Regions from separate parts of the Mus musculus genome. Here regions 2, 3, 4 and 5 are each linked to region 1. A link is a contact called in public Hi-C, HiChIP or PLAC-seq and promoter capture Hi-C data. All regions are on one chromosome and are shown on one strand. The core of a region is the stretch at or near the end of the contact, and the rest is flanking DNA. Distances in the headings are between cores, read along the strand shown. Region 1 holds the start of Tpm1 (tropomyosin 1, alpha). Region 2 has its middle 56 kb from the start of Car12. Region 3 holds the start of Tln2 (talin 2). Region 4 overlaps Tln2 (talin 2). Region 5 holds the start of Car12 (carbonic anhydrase 12).

What was found. A called contact is a pair of places that touch in the nucleus more often than the background predicts. HiChIP or PLAC-seq counts read pairs in DNA pulled down with a chosen protein or histone mark. Capture Hi-C pulls out chosen DNA fragments and counts their contacts.
Region 2: a contact with region 1 is called in a Hi-C map of cerebellum, with 3 times the contacts expected there. The contact joins the enhancer-like site here to the promoter of Tpm1 in region 1. A contact is called at or near these places in 2 of 39 promoter capture datasets (erythroid cells and liver), 2 of 15 datasets of contacts at CTCF or cohesin (the NIH/3T3 cell line and embryonic stem cells), 14 of 484 Hi-C or Micro-C datasets (the Ba/F3 cell line, the G1E-ER4 cell line, the N1E-115 cell line and 7 more), 5 of 115 datasets of contacts at active chromatin or transcription factors (astrocytes, bone marrow-derived dendritic cells, bone marrow-derived macrophages and 2 more) and 2 of 9 other capture datasets (embryonic stem cells and liver).
Region 3: a contact with region 1 is called in an H3K4me3 HiChIP or PLAC-seq map of craniofacial prominence, with 4 times the contacts expected there. The contact joins the promoter of Tln2 here to the promoter of Tpm1 in region 1. A contact is called at or near these places in 2 of 39 promoter capture datasets (the 3T3-L1 cell line and hippocampal neurons), 2 of 484 Hi-C or Micro-C datasets (the N1E-115 cell line and uterus) and 4 of 115 datasets of contacts at active chromatin or transcription factors (craniofacial prominence, embryonic forebrain, embryonic hindbrain and 1 more).
Region 4: a contact with region 1 is called in a Hi-C map of the N1E-115 cell line, with 10 times the contacts expected there. The contact joins the enhancer-like site here to the promoter of Tpm1 in region 1. A contact is called at or near these places in 2 of 39 promoter capture datasets (the 3T3-L1 cell line and cranial neural crest), 1 of 484 Hi-C or Micro-C datasets (the N1E-115 cell line) and 1 of 115 datasets of contacts at active chromatin or transcription factors (embryonic limb bud).
Region 5: a promoter capture Hi-C map of liver shows a contact between it and region 1. The contact joins the promoter of Car12 here to the promoter of Tpm1 in region 1. A contact is called at or near these places in 2 of 39 promoter capture datasets (embryonic stem cells and hippocampal neurons), 2 of 484 Hi-C or Micro-C datasets (forebrain and muscle stem cells), 2 of 115 datasets of contacts at active chromatin or transcription factors (the SCID.adh cell line and bone marrow-derived macrophages) and 1 of 9 other capture datasets (liver).

What each region holds. Positions count from the first base shown.
Region 1 is chr9:67,047,832-67,050,531 of GRCm38.p6, forward strand. It overlaps Tpm1 (tropomyosin 1, alpha), which reads right to left and starts at 1,382. Exons shown (of 10, transcript NM_001164248.1): 1 at 1,188-1,382; 2 at 1-80. The coding sequence starts at 1,301.
Region 2 is chr9:66,655,865-66,658,564 of GRCm38.p6, forward strand. No RefSeq gene overlaps it. Among named protein-coding and RNA genes, the nearest start is that of Car12, 56 kb to the right of the region's middle. Within about 2 kb of position 1,382, at least 3 of the 459 cell types and tissues checked have an H3K27ac peak or open chromatin away from gene starts, as enhancers often do. A contact at or near this core is called in cerebellum, where this site is marked.
Region 3 is chr9:67,558,328-67,561,027 of GRCm38.p6, forward strand. It overlaps Tln2 (talin 2), which reads right to left and starts at 1,376. Exons shown (of 58, transcript NM_001081242.2): 1 at 1,287-1,376.
Region 4 is chr9:67,462,318-67,465,017 of GRCm38.p6, forward strand. All of the region lies in intron 1 of Tln2 (talin 2), which reads right to left. Among named protein-coding and RNA genes, the nearest start is that of Tln2, 96 kb to the right of the region's middle. Within about 2 kb of position 1,269, at least 40 of the 459 cell types and tissues checked have an H3K27ac peak or open chromatin away from gene starts, as enhancers often do. A contact at or near this core is called in the N1E-115 cell line, where this site is marked.
Region 5 is chr9:66,712,349-66,715,048 of GRCm38.p6, forward strand. Car12 (carbonic anhydrase 12) reads left to right here and starts at 1,338. Exons shown (of 11, transcript NM_178396.5): 1 at 1,338-1,585. The coding sequence starts at 1,501.

The sequences.
Region 1 (2,700 bases), core at 132-2,631:
TTGAGAGCCTCGGAGTATTTGTCCAGTTCATCTTCAGTGCCCTTGAGTTTCTTTTGCAGTGACACCAGCTCATCTTCCAGCTGGGAGTTGGCAGTGGAGTACGGGGAGGGGGGAAGGGGGAGGGGGTGGGGTGCGGCAGGCAGCGTGATCCCGCAAGGTGCGGGTTGAGGGTGCATAGACCATAAAGGACAGGGACAGCGGGAGAGAGAGAGAGAGGGAAAGACAGGGAGGGAGAGAGAAAGAGAAAGAGTTAGCCATTCGTGTGCAGTGCCTCGCCGCGCGCCCGGGGTACCTTGGCGGCGGTCTCGTCGGCAGCCAGGAGGCTGTCCTCCGCCTTGTGCAGCTCCTCTAGCACCCGGTCCCGCTCGTCCTCCGACGCCCGCAGCAGCTTCTCTTTCGCTGCGATGTCCTCCTCGAGCTGGGGTAGCGGCGAGCGGGCGCGGGCGGCCGGCATGGACCGGGTGGGAGACACATAACAAATGGGTGCCAGGTTGGCTGGAGCCCTGGGGCTAAGGGATCGCTGCTTTGGGGCTCAAGGGACCCTAAGATATCTCTCCCAGAGATCTCACTCAGTGACTCATCTCGCACACCACCCCCCAACCCGGGACCACACGCTCCGGCCGGCCGAGGACAGCAAGCTCAGGTTCTCAATTTGAGGGACTGCCGAAACATGTCCTTGTTTGGCTAGCTTTCCGTGTGTCTCCCATTCTGTCCCATCTTTGTTCTTAGGAAATAATTCAGTGACTCCCTCCTCTTCCCTTCAAAGTCTTCATCCCGTGTTGAGGGATCTTTCTCCCCAACCAAAAAGTCCAAAGAACTTCGGACACCTTAGGACTTGAGCCTTGCTCCGCTCCCCCACCCTTCCCTCCAGGCAACCCGGGAACTTGTATCCTTTCTCTCTTCCTCTTTCAAAACTGATTCCCAACCCTAAGAGTCAAGAGCCTCTCTAGGGAAGAAGCTCAGTGGACCTCGCAGACCGTGGGAGTCAGAGAAGGGCCACGAGCGTCCTCGGACGAGACAGAAAAGTTAGAATCAGTCTAACTCTCGCGCTTCTCCTTTTCTTTTTTAAACGTGCGCCCCTGGACACCCTGGCTGGGGATGGGATGAGGAAAGGGAGCCAGTTCGGGTCCCGGGGCTGAGCGACCCACGCTAAGCTGGGGCATTGGAGGTTGGGGATAAATGCAGACCTGCTTGCTCCGGTCTTCCGCCGCCTTCTTATCAGCCTCCGCTTGCTCAGCTCGATCCAAGGCGTTCTCTTTGTCGAGCTTCAGCATCTGCATCTTCTTCTTGATGGCGTCCATGGTGGCGGTGGCGAGGGGCCCTTAGGCAGCGGAGCGAGAGGAGACGCGAGCGCGGTGGGGTAGCAGAGCCGGAGTGCGAGCGCGGAGCTGCCTGCTGCTCCCTGATATGTACTTTCCCAGGGGGGCGACCGCATTCCTTAGGACAGCCAATACTTTTTTGGAAAAGCTTGTTCCTCCTTCCCCCTTTCCCAGTCTCCTGCCTCCGCCCCGTGCCCCCTCCTCGCTCCTCCCGCGGGGGCCCGCACGCCCATTCGCTGCCGCCTGCCGGCCTCCCAGTTGACGGTGGATATGACTATATATGGGGACCCGAGCCTCCGAGGCCGCGGCCGGGCGAGGCCGTCCTATTTCTAAACCTGCACGCCTGGGAAAGAGCGCCGGGACCTCGCTGGAGAGGAGCCCGGCACTGGGCGAGAGTCTCTAGCCACCTCTCAGAGCCATCGTCTGGCGGTCAAGGTCCCCAGAAGAGCCTGCCCGGAACCACCCGGAATAGGGCAGGTGGTGTGTGCGCACCGGCTCACTCTGCCTCCAGGTCCTGGGGTGCTGCTCATTGTAAGGTCCGGGGGCTGCCAGTCACGGCCACTGCCCCTCCCCTCTGGGCCTGGGAGCTCTCGGTACCCAGCTGGGTCCTTGTGGCAGCACTCAGCCCACTCACCAGTTGTCGTCCTGGGCTCTCACGGTCTGGACATTTCAACCAGAGCAGAGAAATAGAGGTGGAGGAAGGTTTGAGGGCCATTCCTGAGACCCTGTCTCTCTGCCCCTGATAGTGGACATAGTGACACACAGGCAGTCTCGAGTCTTTTCACCAAACTGGGGGTGGGTAGTAAAATACTTTAGGGACTTAAGGCCCAAAAGTGCCTGCGCTGTGCTTTGGAAAGGGCAGAGGGAGTGTGTCAGTGTGTAGCGGTCTAGGCGTTTTTCTTCCCTGTGGGAGTCAGTGGTGTGAGTGTGAGTGTGTGTGTGTGTGTGTGTGTGTGTCTGGTCTTTAGTCATCGGCAGCTGTGATTTGTAACAGCTTCAATGCTGTAGCTTCCCTCCATTTATTCATTTGCATGTTTTACTAGAGTCGGTTACTTATTTGGGGGGCGGGGTCATGGAGGTGCATTCGTGCTTTGGTGGACTGTAGAGGTCAGAGAGCAACTCTTTAAGAATCCAACACAGGGGGCTGGTGAGATGGCTCAGTGGGTAAGAGCACCCGACTGCTCTTCCAAAGGTCCGAAGTTCAAATCCCAGCAACCACATGGTGGCTCACAACCACCCGTAATGAGATCTGATGCCCTCTTCTGGAGTGTCTGAAGACAGCTACAGTGTACTTGCATATAATAAATAAATAAATCTAAAAAAAAAAAAAAAAAAAAAAAAAAAAAAAAAAAAAAAAAAAAAAAAAAGAATCCAACACAGG
Region 2 (2,700 bases), core at 132-2,631, 390 kb before region 1:
ATACAACCACAATTTGGTGATTAAATCTGGTGAAGTTGACAGTAATGTAATAATACAGTTAAAATCCAACCACCTCATACTCCAATAGCATTTTTAATACTCTGTTTTGTTGTTTTGTTCTGTAATCGCAGGTCTAATTTAAGGAGAAACACTTCCTTTACTTTCCATGTCTGTCTTTGTGTAGTTTTCAGGCTTTAACTCAGAGTCTATGTGTGCTCAGCTTGTGCCCTGTAAGCTGTGCCCAGGGCCTGCTTTTCACAGTGCCTTAGTTAATTTGAAACATTCCTTAGACCTTCCCTTGTCTTTACCAACGCTGACCATATAGAAGCTTGTGTGCGAAGCCACTGTTTTACTGCATGTTGCTTAATTTGGACCTGACTCCTCTCACATCTAGGTTAAGAATTCTCAGTAGAACTCCTGCAGGAATAAAGTATCCTTTACATCATGAACAGGTGACATAAGTTGTGCCATTCCTGAGGATTGCAACTTTGATGAAAAGGCTGTGTCTTCCAGGCTGTGCTATGTTAGCAGGCATGAGCCATTATGCCTGGCTTATGTGGTCCCAGGTATTGAACCCAGGGCCTTATGCATGCTAGGAAAACTCTACCAACTGAGCCATATCTAAGCCCACAGATGGTATTTGCTGAGTTAAGGCTTGTGGAATGAACCAGGGCTGTAGGGGCTAGGGAAGAGGTGAGGCTTAAGCACTAGGGTGAGAGGACCTGGCAGCAGCCATTTCAACACTGAAAACCCAGTAGATTTACTAGAGGATTCTAAGAATGTCCTCACTGCCAGGACGCCTTCCCCTCACTCCAACTGTATTAGAATGGGGGAGCGAGGAGATGAGTTGTTGATAGCAGGTCTCATATTTTAAACTCCCAGGTGCGTGCAACCAGCTAACAAAACTAACTTCTGCTATCTCTTCCTTCTCTTCCTTTGGGGTCAGGACTTCTCAAAAGGTACCTAATGGTGACATTCATTCCTACATCTGGAAACAAGGAGCCAGGAAGATACTTTGAGACAGATGTTCAGACCCCCCCTGTCCGCCCCCCCCCCCATGCTTCCCGTTTCTTGATTGTGTTTAGGTCCAAACTGTTAAGTGACATCATGTGAAGGCTAAGATGGTCAAATTATAGCATCATGTCAGTCTTCCCTCCCTCCCCATCCCCCTCCCCAAGCACAAAGGAGCATAGTTTTAAAAACCCTCCTTAATGATAGTGATGTACTGAAATGTTGTTGAAGCTGCCTGTTCAAAACATCAACAATATACTTAAATGTATAATAAGCACATTATGCATTTAACCTGGGGTTAGACAGAGACTTGTCATCCTGGGACATGCTGCACTGTCAGCGAGAGGCTTCCAGGAGCCCACGTGGACACTCTCTGGCAGCCAGGTCCACACTGGGCTCTTTGGCACGGCCACATTTGAATAATCTGGGCATGGCAATGACCATGAATTATGTCTAGGTTATGTACTTGCTCCATCATCTTTGGAGGCTGTAATTTAGTGTCTCTTTCCCCAGAGAAGGAGAACAATGTCCCTGTTCTGTCCCTAGTGTCAGGAGAAGCAGGAGGCAGACCCGTGAGGACACCCTCCATCCTTTTGCTTTCCTGCAGGTAAATGCCTGGCTGCTTTTGCTCATAGGATGAGGCAGATCGTGCCCAAGGTGGGTGATTCTCAAGTAACCAGATGGCACTTTCTGCCACTCCGTACTGACCACCTACTGTGTGCCAGGTGCTTTATGTCCAGTGTTGTATAAATCTGTTCTTCACTCTGCACTCTTGTTATTGGTTTTGTTTGTTTGCTTGCTTGCTTTTTGGAGACAGCGTCTTTTGGTGCAGACTCAGCTCATCATGAGCCAATAACCTTCCTGCCCCAGCTTCCTAAATGCTGGGGTGAGAGGCATGTCGCACCACCCTCAGCTGCAAGGTGTTCACCCTTCATTCCTACTGGTGAGAATGATTCAGAATAATTGCCCAACGTTCTAAAGCAAGCCAGTGGGCCTCTGGCTGACTGACTCCACTCTCAGTACTCAGGGTTTGACCAGGAACTAACTTCGCCTAGTTTGTTTGTTTGTTTGTTTGTTTGATTTGAAATAGGCTTGCAATATAGGCCAGACTGGTCTGGAATTTGTGACCCACCTACCTTAGGCTTTCTGAGTAGCTGGAATCATAGCCATGTACCATCAACTCAGCCAGAGCCGTCCTATTTTACTATCCCAGCATTAAAAAGCTTGAAGAGACCACAAGACTCCCTCTCTTTTTAAAAAAGACTAAATGTATTTGTTGTGTGTGTGTGTTTGTCACTGTGCTCGTGTGTAGTTCAGAGGAACCACGATTGGGTGTCAGTTCTTTCCTTCTACCACGTGGGCCCTGGAACTCACATGGTACTTGGTGGCGTGTGCTTGTTTGTACTAACTGAACTGCAGAGGCAGGTGGATCTCTGATTGCAAGTCTAGGGCAGTCTACAGAGTGAGTTTCAGGACAGTCAGGGCTACACAGTCAGAGAAACCCTGTCTGGAAAAAAAAAGAAAAAAGAAAAGAAAAAAGGGAAGGGGTGGCTACCATAAACTTATCCTGACACGAAAGTATACCTGACCCTTCACCTAGAGATAAAGTGAAGTGGGTAGGATCTGTGGCACCCACAGGTAGGCATGAAGGAATGGACAAGCAGTTGAATCCTAGACTAGCGTGAGACC
Region 3 (2,700 bases), core at 126-2,625, 510 kb after region 1:
TCCCACAGTAGGTCTACAGTTTATTTTAATTATTAAAACAATATTAATTGAGCTGAACAGTGCTGACACATGCATTTAATTCCAACACTTGGGAAACAGGGACAAGAGGATCTCTGGGCGTTCAAGGCCAATCCTGGTCTACAGAGTGAGAGTAAGTTCTAGAACAGCCACAGATATACAGAGAAACCCTATCTAGAAAAAACACAAAAATAAAAACAAAAAAAACCCAAAAAAAACAGAAAACATATTACATGAAGAACAATGGAGTACAGGGTGATGTTTCAGTACATGGGTATGACCCAAGGGGTTGGCCTTTTAACAAGGTACTTTAGTGACCCAGTCGGAGAGTACCTAGAATCCACCAGGCTACTTGGATAGGGCTGTGATGGTTGACTTGGGTTTTTATGTCATCTCTTCCTTCTTGTTGGACATGACAGCAGATTGATTCTGAAAGACTGGTGTGTACTCAATAAGTGTCAAATGAATGAGCAGTCTACCAACTGACTGTTGAAGACCTCCACCTTGAGGCAAGTACAAAGAAAGATTTGATAAGGATGGAGAGAGATGGAGACAGACAGACAGGCAAGTGTGAACATTTAGGTGGGGGGAAATGTGGCAGTGGGAAGGAACAGGCTGAACGAGGAGGTGCACACATGCACCAGGGAGAAGGTTGCTAGGGAGGCCATGGTTCCTGCATTCCCATCATGTGTATTGTCTACCTATAGGCCAGAAGCAACAGCCAGTATAACTGCAGTACCGTAAAAGGGAAGAAAGGAGACAGGATGGTAAAAATGGTGTATCTGCCTCTGGTGCTGGCTGGTAGTAGAAACAGAATGGGCACACATAGAGTTTCAACTGCTATCTCCAAGGCTTTTGGTGCTGGGCATGAAAGAACCTGGCTCTCAGAGGCTCATCCAAACTTTGAACATTGCAAATACAATGTTATCTACAAAGTTCAGGCTAGAGTACCACATGATTGAGTTATCAACAATTATATAGATATAGATATTCATATCCATATACATAGAGATAGCATGAGAGATAGGTAGAAAGGCAGGTGGGTAGATAAGTAGGTGGAAATGGATATCACCAAAAAAATCATAATGTTTTAAGTAATTTCATGATTTGTACTGGGCCAATTTCATAGTTTTATCATCGGGCACACATAGCCAATGGCTGAAGGTTAACTGTGGCTGGAGGGAATTGGTGCACCAACCAGGTCTGGCTGGACTCTTTAACCCACAATCTCTTCAGTCTCATCAAGCAGCAACATAGACATTACTTACAGTCTTCAACAAGCCGATCCAGGAACTTAGGGACATCCAAGCACCAGAGGAGCCTCTATTCCAGTCCAGATGTTACCCTACAGCAGCACACTGGCAAAAGAAACACAACTGTCAGTTCAGAGACCTCATTAAGCAATGTATTAGTTAGCCAGGCATGGCAGCACACACCTTTAATGCCAGCGCTTGAGAGGCAGAGGCAGGCAGATCTAAGTGTGAGGCCAGCCTGGTCTACAGAGCCAGTTCTAAGACCACCAGGGCTACATAGAGAAACTCTGTCGAGAACAAAGTTTCACTTACTCACTGCTGTGATAAAACTCTTGACCAAGACTACTGCCTTTACCTGGCTCATTTTTCAAGAGTACAGTCCATTAGGGTGCGGGCAGCAGGGCAGCAGGGCAGCAGAAGCATGGAGCAGGAAGCGGAGAGCAATGAACGCTGGTGCTCAGCTCTCTTTCCTCTTCAGTGCAGGACTCCAGCCCATACAATGGTGTCCCCCACATTTACTGGACTCTCCACCTTAGTTAACCCAATCTAGAAACTCTCTCACAACCATGCCCAGAGGCTTGTTTCCATGGTGATGCTAACTCCCATCAAATTGGTAATGAAGAAGAACTATCACAGCAGGGAGCAATATCCTCACAACAGTAAACACTCCTGATTGGGTTTCAGATTATGAAGAGGAAAGAGTGAAGTTCCCAGTCCCAGGACTCAGGGCAGCCTCACAGCCTGTAACTACCCCAGCTCCTTCAGACAGAGAAAGAGTCTCCATCTCCCTGCTGTAGACTGAGGGGTACAGGAGCTCTTGGAAGCCAGCAACTGAAGGTGCTCTCTTCAGAGATGAGGCTAAGGCTCAGAATGCTGACAGACCTTGCTCCAAATCAGCTGCATGTTGGAACCAGAACCAACAGCAGGCAGTTGCCTTCCTAATAAAACTCCGTGTCTAAACACATATTTCTCTCATTCTGTCTAGCTCTAGATGGGAGAGGAGACTAATTCGTCTGCGGTTCCAAAATCTTAACCATTTCTCCAATTCATATCCCCCATCCTTATCCAAAAAGGCCTGTATCAACCCAACTGAGGCTCCTGGCTTTCCTCAAAAACAAAACAAGAAACAACAAACAAACAAACAAACAGACCAAACAAACAAATGAAACCAGAGTTTTAGAAGAAACGGAACTTTTGTATACCATGGAGGAAGACTATCCAAAGCCTTTAGCAAGAAGAAAGGCTAAAGAAAGCTAAAGAAATAAAGACCAGATCTGAATCTTTGAGATGTAAAGAACACAGAACAGAAGAGAGCATTCCATCTCTGCTCTTGAGGTTGGCAGACCTGGGGGAACCTAAATCTGAGATGGTCCCCACAGACTAACATTTCACTCGTGGTCCCCGGCCACTTGTGCTACGGTGGGAAGCT
Region 4 (2,700 bases), core at 19-2,518, 410 kb after region 1:
CTCGGTACAGAGTGTGAAGATCAGCGCTTAGAGTTCCTGACACCCTCCGGAAGGACAGACAGGTGGGCATGGTGGCCTTTCCATAACTGCTGCCTCGGAGGTGTGAGAGGGGAGTGTGAGGGCAAGCTGGATAGCAAGCTCTGGATCTGAGTGAGAAAGAGAGAGAGAGAGAGAGAGAGAGAGAGAGAGAGAGAGAGAGAGAGAGAGAGAGAGAGCAGGCCTCAGTGAGTACAGAGGGAAAGAGGTGAGGATAGATGGCTATCAACCTCGGGCCTTGGGCTGCTTCAGTTGTGTCAATCCAGCGCAAACTGGGTCATCTAGAAAGAGGGACCTCAACTGAGAAAATGTCTCTACCAGACTGGTCCATAAGCATTTTCTTGATTAATGGAGTTGCACTACCCCAAGGCAGGTGGTCCAAGATGATATACAAAGACAAAACAAGCTATCCCCGCAATGAACAAGCCCTACGGCAAGCAGCCCTCCTCCACCTTCTCTGAGTTCTTCCTCCCAGGTTTCTGATGGAGCTTCTGTCCTGCCTTCTCTCAGTGTCAGACTGTGATCATGATGTGGATGCCAAACAAACCCCTCCCCCAAGCTGCTTTGTTCATGGTGTTTTATCACAGAGATGGAAACAAACCGAGGTAAGAAGGGACTTCACATAGCTATGTATATGTGTATGTACACACATACATGCAAAAACATACATGCACACACAAGCAATAACATGTCATATATCCTAAATATCTATCTCTCTGTCTCTCTCTGTCTCTTTCTCTGTCTCTCTCTATGTCTCTCTCTGTGTCTGTCTCTGTGTCTGTCTCTCTGTGTCTCTGTGTGTGTCTCTCTCTGTGTCTGTCTGTCTCTCTCTCTCTTTGTCTGTCTCTGTCTCTCTCTCCCCCTGTCCCGCCTCAGTCTCTGTCTCTCTCAGTGTCTGTCTGTCTGTCTGTCTGTCTGTCTGTCTCTCTCTCTCACACACACACACACACACACACACACAAAAGAAAAAAAACAAGATTTGTGAAATTCAACATTACACTGAGGGAAGGCATAGTGGCTAAGAGGAAGAAATTTGATCTTGGACAGTAATTTACTAGTCATTTGCCCTCAATGTGCTTTAAACTCTTCGGGCCTAAATTTCCTGCTTTGTAATAAAGCCACTGGGGAAGGGGCCAGGCTCAGGGTGAACACACAGCTAACACAACCAGCGAAGTCCAGCCGTCACTATAGAGCTTATCTGAGCCACAGGCTCTTGAAGCAGAGATAGAATCAGCTTGTGGCAGAGACTCATTGCTCACTGTCTGATCTTAACAGGTCCCCAGAGAACGCTGACACAGAACAGGCCTCCTGCGGGCACAGCTATCTGTTTAAAATGCTTGGTGGGGTTTTTGTGGTGCTAGAGATGGAATCCAGGGCCCTGACTATGCCAGGCAAGCCCTTTCTATCACCAAACCACATGTCTCGTCCTAAAATCCTTCTTGTTAAACCTGAATTACTCAAGGAATTAGAAGACCACGGGCTTCCAAAGAGCACTCTATCTTCTGATCGAGTCACTTGGCAGCTCCTTGGGTACTGCTGTCTAGAGATAGCATAAAGCACTGGTTGATGCAATCAGAAGTCAACAAAAGTTACTACCAAAACCTTCTCATTCACCAGAGGAAGGGCGCTGTCAGCCCGGGCTGTTTCGCCTTATAAAGCTCCCCATTTGATGCTGAAAATTTGACAATTCCTGAAATTACCAGACCTAACATGACTGGATTTTCTAGATTCTCCTCTATTCCATCCTCACCCCTGATTCAGAGACAGCCCGACTGCAGGCCCAGGAGATGAGCAAGCTCCTCACACACCATGTGGCACAGGACCTCCCTGCTTCTTCTGAGCCTAGAAGGGATCTTCATTCTGCCACATGGTCCTGGATTCTCCTCAGAGACTCCATACCCCTGTAGTGTGTCTGCCTATCTAAGGCATTAGTGATGCAAGTATTTTGTGGCCCCAAACTAGAGTATTCAGACATTAAGACTAAGCCACGAGTGAAAAGCAAAGCGCATTCCTGTCTTTCAAAGTCAGAAAATCTAAGAAGAAACAAGACAGAGTTCTCTGACAGCCACACACAGCAATGGCCAGAATCAAAGGGAGAGAAGAAGAAACATTTTGCAACTGAAACTCTCCCAACATTTCCCAATGTCTATCCCTTGCCATGTCTGTTCTGTTCTTCTGCAGAAATCTAAAGAATGCTTTCATTCAAAGAGCGTCTCCGTGAGTACAGCCCCACTCTGCTAGGTTGGAAGATATCTGACTCCTCAGAGAGAGGCCATTTCTCTGCTCCTGGCTTCCTGAACTAACCTGCCAGCTAGAAGCTGGGTGCTGGTCTGAGTCAAAAGAATCTCAATGAAGAGCTGCCAGCAGCAGCAACACTCAAGACATTCCAAGGAGACTAGAAAGAAGGCTACTTTGTCCTCTGCAAGACAAAGGGCAAAGTGAGACCCAAAAGAAAGACTTTAGGACATCTTGTATATTCTTCTACAGATAGTATTCCCCAAGCCCACCCCCTTACCCTCAAAACCATGCAGGGCTGGAGAGAAGGTTTCTTGATTAAAAGCACTTGATACTCTTTATTATTATTATTATTATTATTATTATTATTATTATTATTATTATTAAATATTTTCTTTATTTACATTTCAAATGTTGTCCCCTTTCCTA
Region 5 (2,700 bases), core at 88-2,587, 340 kb before region 1:
TATTCATCTCTGAGAAAAGGTCACCCTTAAGCTTATTGTGGTCTGGAAATGATTGTGACAAAATTGTCATTGTAACAACTTCCTTGAAGAGATTTCAAGCCCTTTATTACCCATACAATAGTTGAGCTGTTAGGGACAGAACAATAACACCCCTTGAAATGCAGGCGACACCTGCTTCCTGGTGGTTCTCGGCTGCTCAGTCTCTCCAAGTTGTAGGTGAACAAATGGCCTCTTTGGTCACCAAGGCCAACCTGAGTTGTAGGTTGAGTGCCAGAACAGATGGGGGATGGGGGAGGGCTGGGCTGGTTGACTTGGCCCAGAGAAGAGGGCATGGCGGGCCAGGTTACAAACATGGGGTTATGTACTATTCCGTATGTGTAGGCAGCAGGAGACCAGGGTTAGTAGGAGCAGGAAACTGAGCCCCACACCTGAGGTGGTAGAGAGATATGGAGGAGCCAGGGAAGCAGAGACCATCTCGGGCGGGAATAACAAACAGACGATATAGGAGGTAAGGGTGGGGAACAGCAGAGCAGGAGGCCAGGAAGATTCAGCTCCGCATGGGCGGGCTAGACACAAACGTGATCAGAACAACGGGCTCCTGTCTAGAGTGTAAGTGTGCATATTGCAAAGCAAGCGGAGATTGGAGAATAGTGGGCAGGAGTAGCAACAGGTGATAAACCAGCATTGGAAACAGCCTGGCCACTGGTCCACATAACCCCTAGCCTGGTCTCTGATGCTTGTAGACACTCGGTAATAAAGCAAGTCCTTTTCTTTCACCACTACTTCAGAGAGGGCACCTTCTCCACCTGCTGCCTACCGAAGATGGGCTGATCCTGTGAATTTGCACAAGGAGTAAGCCTTGTCTACATGCCTCCTCCTCCTAAGGGAAATGCTAATCGCCAAGAAAAGCGACTCATTTCTGTGAATCCCTTTATCTTAGTTTCCGATTCGCAGTCTCTTTGTGGTTTCGTTGAGAAGAGCTTAATCTGGATGTGATGTGTAATTCACAGCTACTTGGCTAAGACCAGGCAGAAACATTCAGACCCTGAATGAGGCTTTGGCCCAAACAGCATTCTATGCTGGGGCTTTCAAGTAAGGGCAGTGACAGACCACAGTCACATCTAGGGAAGTGAGTGCTGCACGGGTCCCTGACTTTCCATACCTCCCTGTGAGAACTGGCTCCCCCAAGTAACCTGTGGCCCAGAGGACCGCCGCAGTGGGCCACTGAGGACCACTTAAGTCAGGACCTCAACTCACCTCGGACCTGGGGCTCCTGCCCTCCGGTAGGCTGGGCTTTCTGCCCCGCCCTCCTGCCTGATGACATCATGTTTAGGGTTGAGTCGCGGCATTAAAAAGCAGCCTACAGGCAGCCACGAGTCTACACAACCAACGTGCACGTCTTGGTCCCAGGCTAAGTGCACACTGTGCTGGTGCGCCGCTGCCAGCTCCGAGCGCCCCACAGCTCCGAGTGAGTGGCAGCTTTGAGTCGCCAGGACAAAGATGCCTCACCGCAGCCTGCGCGCGACTGTCGTCCTCCTGTTGGTGATCCTTAAGAAGCAGCCTTCCAGCTCAGCCCCACTCAACGGTAAAGTTTCTGCTTACTTAAAAAAAAAAAAAAAAAAAAAAAAAAAAAAAAAAAGAGTCCTGTGCACTGAGCCATGCCTGGGCAGAGAGAGGATTTCTGCCAGGCTCTTGCAAGATAAAGTAAAATCACTACTGAGCGAGTAAGGAAGTTGCTGTGTGCCTAGCACATTTTCAAGAAAGGATGCTAGCTTTGGGATCGTTTGGGATGCACTGTTAGCTGAGGTTAGTTGGAGGCACTTTTTTTTAACGGTGCTTGGTGCACAGTTGTAGTTACTCATTTGCCTCTTTTCTGAGCACACTACCTCTGGAGATGGGGCTTGGAAACTTGCTAGCCAGGATCCCGGAACCACGTGCAGAGCGCTGAGAAAGGACTGTCTTCCTGTGTGCTGTGATCCGCAAGAAGGGGTGTCTGGCTGATCGTCAGAACCCTCAGAGAGGCAGTTAACCAGTAGGTTTCACACTCCGTGTCCAGGGGATAATGTAGCCCACCGTTAGTCATTGTCTTTCCCCTCGAGATCTCTGCTACACTGAACCTACATGTGTGCGCACATGCCTTATTTCTAACTGTAATAAGGGGCTGAAACCCGAAGGGCAAGTATGCTGAACAGGGTGTCAGGTTGAGGTGGGAAGAGGAGCCTGAATTGTGGGCTCATGTCCAAAGCCTGGATAATTAACTCCTTTGGAATAAGAAAAGGAAAAGCAAGCTTTAGCCTGCCTCTCCCTCAGGCTACTACTAACCTTAGGGAGAAGGTGGGGACTGGGTCCTGCTTGTTTGTGTCAATGGGTCCCCACACTGTGGTGATACTTGTTCTTGGGTTGCAATAGAAGGGACCAAGAGTGACCCCAGTGGCTGAACAATGATTCCCCTGGCCAGGCAGCGGGGAGAGAGCCCAGCTCCTGCCCAGCAGTATCAGAGCTCTGCTCTCCTTCCCCCCTTGGAGGACCACACTCTGCCGGTGGGCAACAAGCCACTACCCCTTTACTGAACCTTCATCGACTGGCTGGCAGGATCTGCCTACTATCACCTTTCCCACGCAGTCAGGAAGAAGCAGAATGTGGGAGAAGTCCCACAAAAGTGGCGATCAATTTTGAAAACTGTTAACTTTGGGTTGCTAC